Linked DNA regions of Mus musculus: region 2 is linked to region 1. A link is a contact called in public HiChIP or PLAC-seq data. All regions are on one chromosome and are shown on one strand. Each heading gives the region's core, a stretch centred on a gene start, on an enhancer-like site or on the middle of the called end of the contact. The rest is flanking DNA. Distances are from core to core; before and after follow the strand shown.

Region 1 (7,688 bases), core at 3,383-5,882:
CATTCACAGCGAGACCCCACTTGCAAGCAAAACAGAACATCACACTACAACATACACATACACATGTATACATATAAGTACATACACATATACATGCATATATACACACATGCATACACACACACACAAACACACACACACACTGCCTGTGCTTGGGTTCCATCTAGCCATTGTGATTTATCCACTGTGTTCCAGTCACCCCTGGCCTAGACTCTGCCATTTTGCTTTGCCAGCCACTCCATGTGTGGAGACATCCGTGCGTGGAAACAGCCGAGGCTGCCAGTGCTTACTCACTGGGATATTTTGGTTCGTCCCCATTTAAAGGAAGATCTTGCCACTACCCCACCCTCCAGATTGGAAAGTATGTGGCCCTCATGACAGTGTTCCAATTGGACACCTCAGGCCAGATTTCCAAGCTCAAAGGAACAGAGGGTGACAGTGGCCAACACATGCTCAGGACAGCTGGGGACGACACTTTGTCCTGTCTCTTAAAAAACAAACCTTGAATGGCTCAAAGGACTGCTTTCCCATCAAATATTTGTTGGCACCAGTGTGTGTCCTGTTGGTTAGAAAACATGTTTTGTTTTGTTTTGTTTTAAAATTAGATTTCCCTGGAAAGAACAATAGCAAAAGCAAAGGGGACAGTGTTTGGTGGGGCAAAAAGAGCACGAACTTTGGCCCAAGATGCCTTGCAATTTGGTGAGCACCGAGTTTCATTAGCTCCTGTCCTCTGTTTGATGCCAAAGATGGGACTACTCGCTGTTTGTCAAGGACGACAAAGCTGTTGCCTGGGCCCTGGAAGGTCCTGGTTCAGGGCAGTCTGAGGACAGTTTCAGAAGTGTCTGGCCACAGTTCTGACCTTTGACCTGGGTAGCAGGGGCCTGTGGCCCTAAATCTTTCTGCATGTAAGGAAGGGCCTGGAGGATCAGAGAAGGCTCCCAAAGCCCCAAGGTTGCCCTGCAAAGAGCCACCTCTTCTGTGGATCCCACAGCTCATGAGACATACTCTGATCTTTGACCCCTGGCAGCTGTCATAGCCTGGCTAGGGACCATGACCCACAGCCCAGGGGCTACCAGCCAAGTAGAAACTTCTCTTAGGACTTTTGGAGACAAAACAGGAGAGAGAGAGAGACAGACAGACAGAGAGAGACAGAGAGAGAGACAGAGAGAGAGACACAGAGAGAGACAGAGAGAGAGACAGAGACAGAGAGAGAGACAGAGAGAGAGACAGAGACAGACAGAGACATACAGAGACAGAGAGAGAGACAGAGAGAGAAAGAGACAGAGACAGACACAGAGACACAGACAGAGACACAGACAGAGAGACATATGAAGAGAGACAGAGAGAAGAGACACAGAGACACAGAGACAGGAAGCAAGGAGAGACCAGGCAAGACAGATGCAGGACAGGGCATAATGGGTGCCAGGTGAGGGAGCAGAAAGAACAAAGGGCCGAGATGCCCATGTGACAAGTCTGAGACCTGAGGCCAGTGCCCAAGGTTGTCTAGAACTGGTCAGGTCTCCAAACTGCTACCAGGAGGCTGGAGACACTACTCATCCACAGAAGCCGCTTCCCAGAGCTTCATCTGTGCAGCTCCTGTTACAATGTCATGCTCAGACCTCTTAGAGGGGATTGTTTTTTTTTTACCACCTCTTCCAAGAATCTTCCCCTGATTTTTTTCTCCAAAGCAAGTTTCAGGCCTCTCCTTTTTGGGGTTCCTCAGAAGTTATCCCTGAGTGTTACCAGCTTTCTGAAGTGACTTCAATCTCTAAGTTGTGTTTGTGGCTCCTGCTGCAGTTTCCCCAGAGGTGGGGCTATGTCTGAGCCTCGTGGGTTCCCTACAACACGGATCATAGACCTGGGTAATAACAGCAGTTAATGCGTACTCATGGTTTGGGGGTAGGGGCATTACATCCATAACCTTGCCTGTTCCCTAAGCACAGGCCCAGTAGGCTGTGCAGACAACATAGTGCTCTGTGGCCTACGCTCCAGGCATGTAGCCAGGTCTTAGCACCCAGTCCCATTTGAGGAATCTGCTAGTATCTCCGAAGTAACCAACCATCTGGGCCAGAGCTCAGCACTACAGGGCATAAAGGCTAGAACCTTTTTCTCTTCTCAGAGTTTACCCCAAGGTTTCTGTGTCTAGGGTGGAAGTTCCAAAAGGTCAGGTCCTCTTCCCCACCCTTTCCCTCTGGCATCTCTTCTGAGTCTCTGTAATCTAGGGAGCTTGGGTTGGAAAGTATGTGGCATAGCCTAAAGGGTGTGCATAGAGGGATAGAGGCCAGGAAGGCTGTGAGCGGCATCATTCCTACTTTTTGCTCGTACCTGGAGCTCAGGCACACAGCCTAAGTGAGCTGAGTGCAGGGCTGGCCACTGGGATGACTGTCAGGTTGCGGCCCTCTGACCAAGGGAAGATTGGATCTGCTGTGGTCCAGCAGTGACCTAACAGCAGAAGGGGTAGCCAGGCTGGGGAGGAATACAGGGAACTATCTTAGGAACAGGAGAGGGAAAAGAGCCGGAGGTTGGCTGAAGTCCCTTGCCAGCAGCAAGCAAGGACTCCAGCACAGTTAGCAGTCGCTTAACGCTTCCTCTCTTCCCAGCCATTGGCCTGAAAGTTTCTAGCATCTTCTCCTTTACAGGAAAAGGACATGCCCTAACCCTATGCTGCTCTAGTGAGTCCTGGTTTTGTGGGAGTTTGCTTTGCTTTGTTTTTGGATTTTTACCATATTATAACTCCCTTCGAGGCATCTCACCAGCCATCCCATCTCACTTATCAAAAGAAGCATTTTTAGCTATTTGAAAAACCACCAAAATAGTATATATGGCTAATGTTAACGTACTTCTGTGTGGCTTGCCCTGAAGGAGCCTACATAAACACTTACAGATATGCCTCACTATCTTCTTGACTGCCTTTCTGTCTAAATATCTATTTTTAAGTTAAAAAATGTTTATTATTGTGTCTGTACATAATATGGAGGGGGAACATGTAGAGATCAGCGGTCTCTGAGCCCGTTTTTTACCTTCCACCATTGGGCAAGCCCCAGGGGGCAAAGTCAGCTCTCCAGGCTTGCTCTGCAGAAGCCTTTACCCACCCACTGAGCCATCTTGCCAGTCCCTCTTTCTAAGCATCCTTCTTTTTTTAAGTTCCAATTCTGCTTCATCATACTTGCTAATCCTCAATTCTGTTCGGCTTCAAAGTCCTGCATTTGCATTTGTCCTGAATTGAGGTTCCGGAAAGATTAGGGGAGAGTCTCAAACTGCTGCGGTTGGCAACAAGAAACTATGTCTCCATCTCCTCGGCAGTGAAAAACCTGCCGTGGCCATAGTGGCCATAGCGCAGCCTTCCTGCCCCACCCCCACTGTAATTCTGTTGTTCTCCTGGGCACAAGCATCCCTCCATAGCATCCGCCCAAGTCCACCGGTTACAAGGCCCAAGACATAAAGGCCATGTTGTTCTGAGCCTGGGCAAGGCACAGGGGCTCTGGCATGACAATAGTAGTTGACTGTGTTCTCAAGAGGTCAAGGTAGGGGAGAAAAGACGAAAGCTTGGGAGACACAGAACTGCACAGGGCTGGATGGGATCACCTGCAGAGGGCTGGGGATGGGCAGCCCAGTGAGCAGGGCAGCAGGGGCCCAGAGGATGGGCCAATTGGAGCAGTGAACACTATCATGAGGTGTGAACCCTCACCCCCTTTGTCTTCTAGAGTGGCCAAGTCTTCTTTGCTAGATTGGTTTTAACATTTTTATTTCATTTGGTATGTATGAGCACACACTGAGCACTTTGATCCACCGAGTCATCTTGCCAGTCCAAACTCATTATGTAGCTGAGGCTGACCTTGAACTCAAGATTCTCCTGCCTTGCCTGATAGCCAAGTCTTCAGATATGTGCTTCTCTTCCTCTCTTCCCCCCACTCTCCCTCCCTCCCTCCCTCCCTCCCTCCCTCCCTCCCTTCCTCCCTCCCTCCCTCCCTCCCTCCCTCCCTCCCTCCCTCCACTGTTGTCTCTTCCCTTCTTTTTTGTTATTATTTTTATTCTATGTGTATGGGGGTTTGGCCCATGTTTACGTCTGTGCACACAAAGGCCAGAAGAGGGAATCTGGTTTCTTAGAAACCAGAGTTACAGATGGTTTCAAGCCACCAGGTAGGTGCTGGAAATTGAACACGGGTCCTTTAGAAGAACAGTCAGTTGTCTTAACTGCTGCCCAATTTCTCCAGGCCCACTTCCTCTCCCCATAAGACTGTTGATCTTAAGGGTTTAGGGCCTCACCCTTGTGATCTCATGTAACTTCAATTACAATCTCATTACCTTCTTAAAGACTACTTCAAACAGTCAAGTCAAATGTTAGAGTTTCAACTGGGGTTTGAGGGAGGAATAACTTAGGGGTTGCCTGCTGTAGGTTTTCCAGCGTTAGGTGAGTGTATGTGTGCGTATGCTTGTGTGAACATGCCTGTGTGTGTGCTGGGATGTGCTTGTGTGAGAGAGAGAGAGCACTTCTGATTCCTTTAGTCACTGTCTTGAGGCTGAACAAGTGTCCCTGCAGGCTAGATCAAGTCTTCAGGCCTCCCCTGTCTTCCCTTGCAGTACAGGCACACCCAGCAACCAACTGTTGTGATTCAGAAGCAGGTGACTGGACGGAACAAAAGGATGTGGAGCCCAGGCTTACTGCCGGCAGCACGATTCTTTCATGATGCCTCACAGATAGATGTGGTGACCTTTCCCTGTGGTTCTAAGGCAGGAGAGGCTCAGAAAAAGTTGGGTCATACAGCTCAGAGGCCGCCCTGAGAGGCTGCCAAGCTTCAGGGGACTTGAAATGGGGCTCAGAGAAGAGCAGTGATCTCCCTGCATCTGTCCCTGGTGAGCACAGGTGAGCCCAGCCCCAGGATGCAGACTCTGGTTAGTACTAAATGCCAGTTTGGCCTTCTCTGGAGTCTACCCGGCAATGAGTCTCTGGGTATCTGTGCGAAAGTTTCTAGGTTGGGTTAATTGAGGTGAGAGGACCTACCCTAAATGTGGACGGGTGATGTAATCATTGGTGCTGATATCCTGGGGGGGAAGAAAAACGCAAATCAAGCTGAGCCCCAGCGTCAGCATCCATCTCTCTCTGCATCCTGACTGTGGATTCGACATGACCAGCTGCTTCACACCACAGCGGCAGTACCCCCAAACAATAAGGCAAAATAGACCTGCCCTTTCCAGGTTTTTCAGTCACAGCAATGAGGAGAATAAGGACTCCAAAGGCCACATCTCTGTATCAGTCACTTCCTCCCACCCCTGTCAGCCCCTAGAAAGTTCCCACACAGTCTACAGCAGTGGTTCTCATCCTTTCTAATGCTGTGGCCCTTCAATACAGTTCCTCATGTTGTGGTCACAACCCCCAACCAAAAATTTTGTTTTGTTGTTACTTCATAACTGCAATATTGCTAGTTATGAATTGTAAATAAATGATATGTAAGATATCTGATATGTCACCCCTGTGAAAGAGTTGTTCGACCCTCAAGGAGTCATGACCCACAGGTGGAGAACCTCTGAGCTAGAGGCTTGATGGAGATTCTTCTCCTTGTGTGGCCTCTGGTAATCAGAGCTCTGTCCCCTAAAGCTTCTACAAGGCGCACCAGCATCCACTAATGGATCTTGCTAAGCCCACACTTGGATCCGCCTGACTCTCCCAGGGCCAGCCACCTGCATGTGTTTCTGTGGGACCTGGGAAACTGGGCTCTGGGGCTTCTTTGTGTAATTGGCACCATGTGCAGCCTGGCTTTACACTGGCGCACATCTGCCAACAGGGTGAGGGAAGGAAGGTCTTTGCTTCAGGCAGGAGGATGGCCCCAGAGGCCTCAGGCAACTTTTCCAGCTAGGGATGACACTATAGCCATTTTTCTGTACCCTAGGACTCTGATGTCCTAGTGGAGTAGAAAGATGGCCTGCGTCCTCTTCTTCCTCTACAGTTGGCATTATGGTTTAATTCTCTCATCGTGTGTGTGTGTGTGTGTGTGTGTGTGTGTGTGTGTGTGTATGTGTGTGTCTGACTGTCTCTCTCTGTGTGTTTGTGTGTATCTGTGTGCATGCACAACACTCGTGCATTGCTTTTGCATCTATTTAAGGCAAAGTCTTCTTGTCTTGCCATATAGGTCAGGCTAACTGACCCACAGATTTCTTGAAACTCTCCCTGTCTCTGCCTCCCATCTCTGCTAAATGGCATGCTGGGACTGCAGACCCTCATGCTACTGTGTGTGGATCTGAACTCAGACCATCAGGCTCACACCGTAGGGATTTTTGCTCTCTAAGCCTTCCCCTAACACTCCTGCCAATCTTTGCCAAATTCCACCCACAAAGCTGGGCACCTGAGGGTTTGGCGTCCCTCAATACCCTATGCAGCTGGCCTCTCTCTCTTTCTGTGCATGAGGAGCCATGTGTGTGCCTGCGGGTGCAGAGGAAAGCCTCAATGTCATTCCCTGGGTGCCACCCACATTGTGTCTCTCACTGACAGAGAAGCGAGTGTTGGAAGTAAAGGGCCAATATCCACTTAAGGATACACCTTCAATAACACAACTTCCTCTGACTTAGCGTGTGTGTGTGTGTGTGTGTGTGTGTGTGTGTGTGTGTGTGTGTGTGTGTGTATGTTCCTCTATCACTCTCTGACTTACTGCCTTGAGACAGGGTCTCTCACTGAACCGGAAGCATTTTGGCTAGGTTGGCTGGCAAACAAGTTCCTAGGATCTGTCTCTGTCCTCCAGGGTTGGGATTACAAGCACACCCAGCTGAGCCCAGCCTTTACATCTTCATTTCTTTGTGTGGGTGTGCCTGCTTGTCTGTATGTGTACCATGTGAATGCATGTGCCCATGGAGGCTAGAAGAGGGTAGCGGATCCCCTGGGATTGAAGCTGCAGGTCTTTGTGAGCTGCCTAATGTGGGTGCTGGGAACTGAACCTGGGTACTTGCAAGAACACCATTACTCTTAACTGCAGAGCCATCTCTCCATCCCTAATGCCCAACTTTTTATGTGGGTGCTAGGAATTTGAACTCAGGTCCTCATTCTTGCAGAACAAGCATTCATACCCTCGAAGTCATCTCCCCAGCTCCATCCCCACTGCATACAGGTTCATAGCTCAGCTAGCTAAAGTGCCTAGCTTGTAAGAACAAAGACAAGTGTTTAACTTCTAGAATCCATTTTTTTTAAATGAAATATAATGCCTCGAGTTTGTGAATCCTGGTACAGGGTAAGCAGAGTCAGGTAGGTCTCTGGGGCTTGCTGGCCAGCCACCTTTGCAAATCATTGAATTCTAGGAATGGTGATTGGCAACTGAAAAACAAGAGCAGAGGTTGTCTTCCACACATGCGTGCACACATGACTACATGTACATGCTTGCACATGTATGCTGCACACACAAACAGGTCTACCACCTTCCAATACTTGAAACTGGGAACCAAATTATCTGTAGCGGGTCTTTGGGAGATACTCTAGAGCCAAACTCCAGCAAAGTTCCTCTCTGCTTTGCTTTGCTTTGTTTCTTAAAATGCTCATCCTGACGGTCTGTTTTGTCAAAATCGTATTTATTTGTCTTCATCTGTCACCAGCATTCAAAGTCTCTGGACCTAACTCCCAAAACAAAGGGAGAGGAAGAATTCCTTTTTAACAACTTCGGGTCAAACCTGGTGTCATCATCACGTTGAGCAACTTAGAGGAGCTC
Region 2 (7,688 bases), core at 2,800-5,299, 330 kb after region 1:
ACTGAGACAAGGCTGGGTCAGTGATGGGCAAGAGCACACCTTGACCAGGACCGCTTGGCTATGCACAGCTCTCGCCTTCTGTTTATACCTGAGCCTTATGCCGGGACCCTGACGGGCTTTAAGGGTCATCAGACCTCTTTGCTTGCTCTTCCCAGTGTAGTGCTGTTAGGTAAATCTCTGTCTGCGTTTCACTACAACTGGTCTGTTTCACTGTCCTGTTCAGCCCCGGCTCTGACTCTAGCAGTTCCTAGAGCACTAAGTTTCAGGCCCACCATACCATGAACCTCGCCTGATCCTGGTTCTCCACCCTACCTCTATCCTTTGAGCTCATGTTAGCCAGGGCCAGCGCATTTTGTAAAGCTCTCCCATTAACCTGCTTCCTTGGATTCTTTTTTGTTTTGTTTTGTTTTGTTTGTTTGTTTGTTTTGTTTTGTTTTGTTTCGAGACAGGGTTTCTCTGTATAGCCCTGGCTATCCTGGAACTCACTCTGTAGACCAGGCTGGCCTCGAACTCAGAAATCCGCCTGCCTCTGCCTCTTGAGTGCTGGGATTAAAGGCGTGCACCACCATGCCCGGCGCTTCCTGCACCCTTACAGCTGACTCTGTATATAAGACCCCAGGTTAACAGGAATCAGAGACGGCCTGGCAGCAAGCATGCACTATAACTACCAATCACATGGTATAGAACCGCCTCCTTCCTCTAAATGTGTAAAAAGGGACCTTCGCTCTGCCATGGGGACCTGATCTCACCCAAGGGTCCTGATATGATGCCTCTGGTCTGTCCATCTGTGGCATTAAGGCAACTTATGGAAGAGTTTATCCAGGGTCATGGTGCCAGGGGTTAGAGTCCGTGGCGGGGGTTATGCATGGCAGCAATCGTAGGCATGGTGACGGCAGCAGCGACTGAAAGCTCACAGCTTGAACTACAAGCACAAAGCTAAGAGAGCAAACTGTAAATAGGTAAGTGTTTGGTAACTCAAACGGGTTGCAAAGCTCTCCTCCAGTGACATACTTCCTCCAACAAGACTGTACCCCTTAGACCTCCCCAAACAGCACCACCAACCAGGAACAGTTGTTCAAATACAGCTATGGGGGGGGGCACAATATTCAGACACCACAGCCTCAAACCTGTAATTGTTCCAATCACTCGCTCAAACACCTATTAAGCACCGATCTCAGCACATTTTTTCTGATCTCCTCTGACACTCCCGCTTAGATGACATCTTGCCAGTTCCTCCTGCAAAGACCAACTCTACCCCTCACCCCAACTACCTGTACTAGCATTCTGGCTGGAGAAGGAATTCAAGAGAAAGGAAAATCACATAACCAGTCTCATGTGGCATTTAAAACCACGAACCAGGATCATCAATCGCTCCCCTCCGAGGCTCCGCTGCCCTGCTGCTCCCACTTGACAATGCCCATCCTTCTAGACTGCAGAGCTCATGTTCCCCAGGGCCTATCTCTTCTCTAAGGTTTTCTCCCGGCTGAGGCTCAGGCTGTCACGTTTCTCACTCCTCCACAGTCTCCCTGGGCTGAGCACATCTATCCAAGTGGCTTCCTGTGTCTCCTCAAACTGGAGGACAGAGGCCAGGCCCCTCTGTCTTCCTCACCCCACTGGCTGTCTTGCAGGGATTTCAAATTCAACAGTCCCCAAATAGATCTCTCCACTCTTCGTCCCTCTACCCTAAAGTCTGATCCTTGTTGCCAAGCCTGACATCCTGGGAAGCGCATGGAGGAAGGACAGCTCCTACTTGTGAAAGCTGTCCTGTGAGTGTGCAAGTGTGTACTCACAAACACACACAAGTCAAACAGACAAGCAAATACATAAGTAGTATCCTAGTTAGCTTTAACTACCAATTTAACACAGCTCCGAAGGGAGTCTCCATTGAGGGCTTTGGCCTGCGGACAAGTCTGTAGAGGACTGTCTGCATTGTTATTTGATGTAGGAGGACCCAGCCCACTGTGGACGGCTCCATTCCCAGTGCAGTTGGCCCTGGGTGATCACCAAGCAGTGTGCTCCACGGTTTCTGCTGTACTTCCTTGTCAGTGAGTGCATTCTTTGCTTAAAGACAGAATGGCAAGCCAGCCAGCCTTCCAGTTCATTCTAGAGTCCCTGCCCTTGCTTCCCTCAAAGCTAAACAAACCCTTTCTTCCCCAAGCTACTGTGGTCTAGGTGTTTTATCACAACAATGGAAAGAAATCAGAATGAACGCACTCCTAATCTACCTGCCCCACCCCCACAATAGCAACACAAGCCCCTAGGAGTGCAGACATCACTAGTCAAGCCAGACCAGGTGATCATCCCAGATCCCCTTGTTTCTCCCCAGCTCTACTCACTCTTTCTCCTGGCTCTTATCTCTAATGGACCTTTTCCCTCTACCCATCTTCCATTTTCTCTGCCACAACCAGGTTAGAACAACCAGCCACAGCTGCCAGACCCCTTGTGGCACCTCAGCCACTTCAAGCCACTGTTCACTCTGTTTGTATGTGTGTGTGTGTGTGTGTGTGTGTGTGTGTGTGTGTGTGTGTGTGTGTACACATGGAGGCCAGAGGTCAACATAAGTTATATTCCTCAATTATATTCTGCCTTTTATATTTTTTCCTGAGACAGGGTATCATGGAGCCCAGGCTACCCTTGAACTCTCTCTACAGCTAAGGACAACTGTCAGCTCCTGATGCTCCTTTTGGCTCTACCTCAGATTTGGGGTTATGAGTATGCATCTTCATAACTGATTTTCTGTGATGCTGTGGACGGAGCCCAGGGCTTCAGGCACTCTAGGCAGGCACAGGGTCTCCCACTGGCCTGGAGTTCACTGCTCAGGCTAGATCGGCTGAGCAAGCCCCAGGGGAAGCGCCTGTGTGCACCTCTCCAGCACTGAGATTACAAACTCAAGCTGCCACAGTTCTGTTTTGCTTTGTGTTAGCATGGGTCCGGGGGAACAAGCCTGGGCACTTGTGCTTGCATTCCAAGACCTCACCAATTGAGCCATCTCCCCAGTCCATGTGAACTTTCTACATCAGTAAATGTAGCAGCCCAATGGCTTACCACTGATACCATCTAGCCCCTTTTCTGAACAGGCCCATAAACCTTTGCCCAGTGGCCCTGCCTCTCTCAGCTGCTATGCTCAGCACTTCCTACCTACTGCCTCTCTCTGCAGGGAGGAAGGAAGTCCTGAAGCAAAAGGAAGCAAGGTCCAGTCAAGACTCTGCAGACAGGGCTGCAAATATGGTCAAGCTAGCTGAGTGCTTGCCTCGTGTGCTTAAAGCCTTGGGTTTTGTTCCCCGAACCACACAAAGCTGGTTTGGTACGTACACCTCTGTAATCGCACCCGTGGGACGGGGATACAAGAGAATCAGGGATTGAAGGCTGTCTTCAACTACACACAGAGTTCAAGGACAGTCTTAGCTACATGACACCCAGTCTCAAAGAACAGAAGTAGCAGACTGACTTTGTAGTCATGCAGTAGAGAGAGGCGGAGCCTGTGTGAGGTAAGACCAGAAGAAGGGGGCTGGGAAGATACTACAGTGGATAAAGCACAGGCCGTGCGGTGTGAAGCTCTGGCTTCAGATCCCCAGGACCCATGGAAACAGTGTAGTGATCTCTCTATAATCCCAACAGAAGAGGCAGAGACAGGACAATCCTTGGGACTCACTGGCCAGCCTGTCTAACAGAATGGGCAAGCCTCAGCTTCAATTGGAGACCACATCTCAAATCGGAAGGTGGCCGGGCATAGCGTTTAACATCTTTAATCCAGTATCTGAGAGGCGGAGGCAGGAGGACCTCTGAGAGCGGCAGGCCAGCCTGCTCTATATAATGATGCCTCTGTTTGCACTACCTCAGATTGGGGATTACACAGTGAGACCCTGTCTCAAAAATAAAATTAAAGACTCCTCATCACCATGAATGTCCTGGCAGGTGCTCTCAAGAGCACCAAAAATGCTGAGAAGAGAGGCAAACGCCGGGTCCTCATCAGGCCATGTGTCAAAGCCATCGTTCGGTTCCTAACTGTGATGATGAAGCACGGTCACATGGTGAGTTTGCATCACTGATGATCACAGAGCTGGGAAAATCAATGTGAACCCTCACGGGCAGGTTGAGCAAGTGTAGCGCGATCAGCCCTAGGTTTGATCTGCAACTCAAACACCTAGAGAAATGGCAGAACAATCTGTGTCCACGCTGTCAGTTTGGTTTCCTTGTGCTGACAACCCCAGCTAGCATCAGGGACCACAAAGAAGCGAGACCAAAACACACAGGAGGGAGACCCCTGGGGTCCTTTCTCTAGAGGTGCAAAGCTCAAACAGAAAAGCCTCCGTAGACTATAAAATAAAATAAAATAGAATTAAAATTTAAAAAGTAATTAGGCGGAAGAACAGGTGAGACGGCTCAGCAGAGGAAGGTGAAACCGCCAAGCCTGGCAGCCCAGGTTCTATCTCTGGGAACCACATGGTTGGAGAGAGAGAGTCCATGTTGTCCTCTGAGCTCCACACATGTGTGCATACAATCTCCACACACACGAACTGATAATCATTTTCAGCTGCTCACCATGGAGATCAAAGATCACTTTATCAACATTTTTTTTTTTTTTGCCCACCAACTTGTTTTAGAGTTGATCTAAAAGAATCTCTGTGTTCTATTTGGTTTGGGGAACAGTAAGATTTAAATTTCTAATTTCTAAAGCGACTGCATATTTGGCTGATTAATTCTAGTGTCTAACGACAAAGAACCAGAAGAAAGAACATGAAATTTCAAGTATACCATGGAAGTTTCTAGAACAGCAGGAACCCAAGATGTGTCTTTATCCTCTACAGTACCCACATGCTTTGGAAGGCACCCCAACAAAAACCACCTCAATAGTGTCTAGTCTAAAGAGTGCTTATAAAGAAGCTAGGTAAGGTGGTATACGCCGTTAATCCTATGCTTAAAAGGCAGAGGCAGGTGGATCTCTGTAACTCAGAGGTCAGCCTGGTCTACATAGTGAGTTCCCAGGATAGCCAGGGCTACATGAGAGACCTTTCTCAAAACAAAAACACACAAACAGAAAACCTTTTAAAAGAAAAAAAAAAGTTGGAAGCTAGTCTTGGAGAAGGCCTGTGGCAGTCTGGATGTGACTCAGTTGTGGAATGTGAGGCTAGCACGCATGAAGTCCCGGTTCAATCCTCAGCACTGCCTAAACCACGTATAGAGGTGTGCGCTTGTTATCCCAGCACTGAGTGCGTAGAGGAAGGAGGACCAGAAGCTCACAGGAGTGCAGGGAGCAATGGATTAGTGGTAAGAGAGCTGGTTGCTCTTCCAGAGGACTTGGGTTCGGTTCCCAGCACCCATACAGTGACTCAAATCCACCTCTCTCACCTCAAGGGAACTGGAGGGAACCTCAAGCAAGGGTTCTGACCTCTTCTGACTCCTGCACACATGGGACACATAAACAGACACAGGCACATACATACACATAAAAATACATGTAGAATTAAATTTCAAAAAAAGAAAATTTCTTGCCCATCTAACAGCAGTAGATTAGAAGTAATTGTCAACACATAATTCTCTCTCTCTCTCTCTCTCTCTCTCTCTCACACACACACACACACAAGGGACTCCTGTGCTAGTGAGAAATATAGGGCATGGGTTCTTGTGTTTATTTTGTCTTACTGGAGACCTTCCCAGTTCACAAAGTTCCAATGGAATAGCTCTGCTTGTTATTACGTTTCCAACTGCAGCTTCAGACAAGGTCTCCAATGGTTCCCACGTTCAGAAATGAGATGAATGGGGAAGTTTGGTCACAGACTCCAGAGAGGTTTGCCATGATGGAACAACACAGCACAAACTCCCGGGGTTCAAACTTGTTATGGAGCCTTAAGTCATTGTTCCCAAGGCCTTCAAGTTCCTAAGAACTTCAAGGCAACAGTGACGATATTTCTCTTCCACTCTTTGTGTCTGAGTCGACACAGGCGTGCATGCACATCTGTTTGTGCCGTGGGTGCTCTGCACACGTGTGCACATGCACGGTGAGGCTGAAGCTGATGTCAAGAATCATCCTTAAGAAAACCCGTGGCTCACTGGTATGGCAAGACTCGAGAGCTAGCCCACTTTCTCCAGAGATCCCGTCTCCACCTTTGTGTGCTGGAGTTACAGACAGGCTGCCATCCCACCAGGCATTTATTTGGGCTCTGGGGATCCAAGCTCCAGTCCTTCCTTACACTTGTAAGGCAACTGCTTTAAGCACAGAGCCATCTCCGTGGCCTAAGAATTAAAAAATCTCCATCCCCAGCACCAAAGCAACCAAACAGACAAAACATCAAGAACCAGCCCCGAGTACACCTCTAATTCCTCCACCATTAAACATTCACGAGAAACTCTCCAGACTCCATTTAAGGTTCCAATTCTCATGTTTCTATCTTTACGTGTCTAGGTCCTATTTTCCAAAAGCTATCTAGTAACTCACACCCACACTTTCCTGGAACAACATCTCCTCGGGCACAGTAAAACCTCGCTGGGATCTCAGATAAGAGCAGCCGTGCTGTTTCCAGTGGGAAGTAACTGGAAAGGAAGGGGAGGAGCTGGGGAGCAACCCTGGGGATGGGGGCTGCTTAGTCGTGCACAAGGCACTGTCCAACTCCTAGAACATTGTAGTGTGTTTGTGTGTGTGTGTGTGTGTGTGTGTGTGTGGTGTGTACATACACATTGCGCACAAAAATAAAAATTCTGAGGAGGGGGCTAGAGAGATGGCTCAGTGGTTAAGAGCACTGATTGCTCTTCCAGAGGTCCTGAGTTCAATTCCCAGCAACCACATGGTGGCTCATAACCATCTGTAATGGGATCCGATGCCCTCTTCTGATGTGTCTGAAGACAGCTATAATATGTTCATATACATGAAATAAATAAATAAATCTTAAAAAAATAAAATAAAAAGACTCTGAGGAGGTCAGAATCAACAGAGCACCTACAGGGCCCACACCGCAGCTGGTTTCCCCTAACGTTAGTTTCCTGTGAGTGGGACAGACTTAAGACCCCACTTAAAAAGAAAGAGAAAAGCTCCCACGCCAAGAGAGTGCTTAGTGGAGAGAGGGGCTTGCCACACAAGCCTGACAACCAGTTTGGTTCTGAAAATTAAAAGAGGAAGGAAAAGAAAAACTCTACAAAGCATCCTCTGTCTGCCACATGTGTGCATAGCATGCGTGCGTGCGCGCGCGCACGCGCGCACACACACACACACACACACACACACACACACACACACACACCATAAGTAACCTGGTGGGGGCTGGGGAGACGGCTCAGCAATTAGGAGCATCTGCTACTCCTCCAGAGGCCTGCTTGGTTCCCAGGGCCCATGCAGGGCAGCTCACAACAGTTTGTAACTCCAGCTCCAGGGAATCCCAGCCACGCCCTCTTCTGGCTTCCAAGGGTTCCTGTCCCACACATATGCACACATAAAAATAAATCTAAAAAATACAAACATATATACAGATATTTGCATAGTCACATGTAAATAAAATTACAAGAATGCATACACATACACATATATACTCATACACTCATGCACACACACACACACATCACAGCTTCAGCAGGGGGGCATTTCATGGAATCCTAGAACCATGCCCACTCCCACACCTTAAACACTGCCTACTGGATTGGAAGCTGACAGTGGGGGTGGGCAGCCAACTCTTTCAGAGCTCAGAGAAGACAAAGGG

What was found. HiChIP or PLAC-seq counts read pairs in DNA pulled down with a chosen protein or histone mark.
Region 2: a contact with region 1 is called in an H3K27ac HiChIP or PLAC-seq map of embryonic stem cells, with 4 times the contacts expected there. The contact joins two enhancer-like sites. A contact is called at or near these places in 2 of 39 promoter capture datasets (both in embryonic stem cells), 2 of 484 Hi-C or Micro-C datasets (both in embryonic stem cells), 5 of 115 datasets of contacts at active chromatin or transcription factors (embryonic stem cells and hepatocytes) and 1 of 9 other capture datasets (embryonic stem cells).

What each region holds. Positions count from the first base shown.
Region 1 is chr1:119,163,024-119,170,711 of GRCm38.p6, forward strand. No RefSeq gene overlaps it. Among named protein-coding and RNA genes, the nearest start is that of Gm46144, 34 kb to the right of the region's middle. Within about 2 kb of position 4,633, at least 11 of the 459 cell types and tissues checked have an H3K27ac peak or open chromatin away from gene starts, as enhancers often do. A contact at or near this core is called in embryonic stem cells, where this site is marked.
Region 2 is chr1:119,495,587-119,503,274 of GRCm38.p6, forward strand. The region is part of intron 1 of Ralb (v-ral simian leukemia viral oncogene B); the gene reads right to left. It also overlaps the pseudogene Gm29454. Among named protein-coding and RNA genes, the nearest start is that of Ralb, 5.4 kb to the right of the region's middle. Within about 2 kb of position 4,050, at least 46 of the 459 cell types and tissues checked have an H3K27ac peak or open chromatin away from gene starts, as enhancers often do. A contact at or near this core is called in embryonic stem cells, where this site is marked.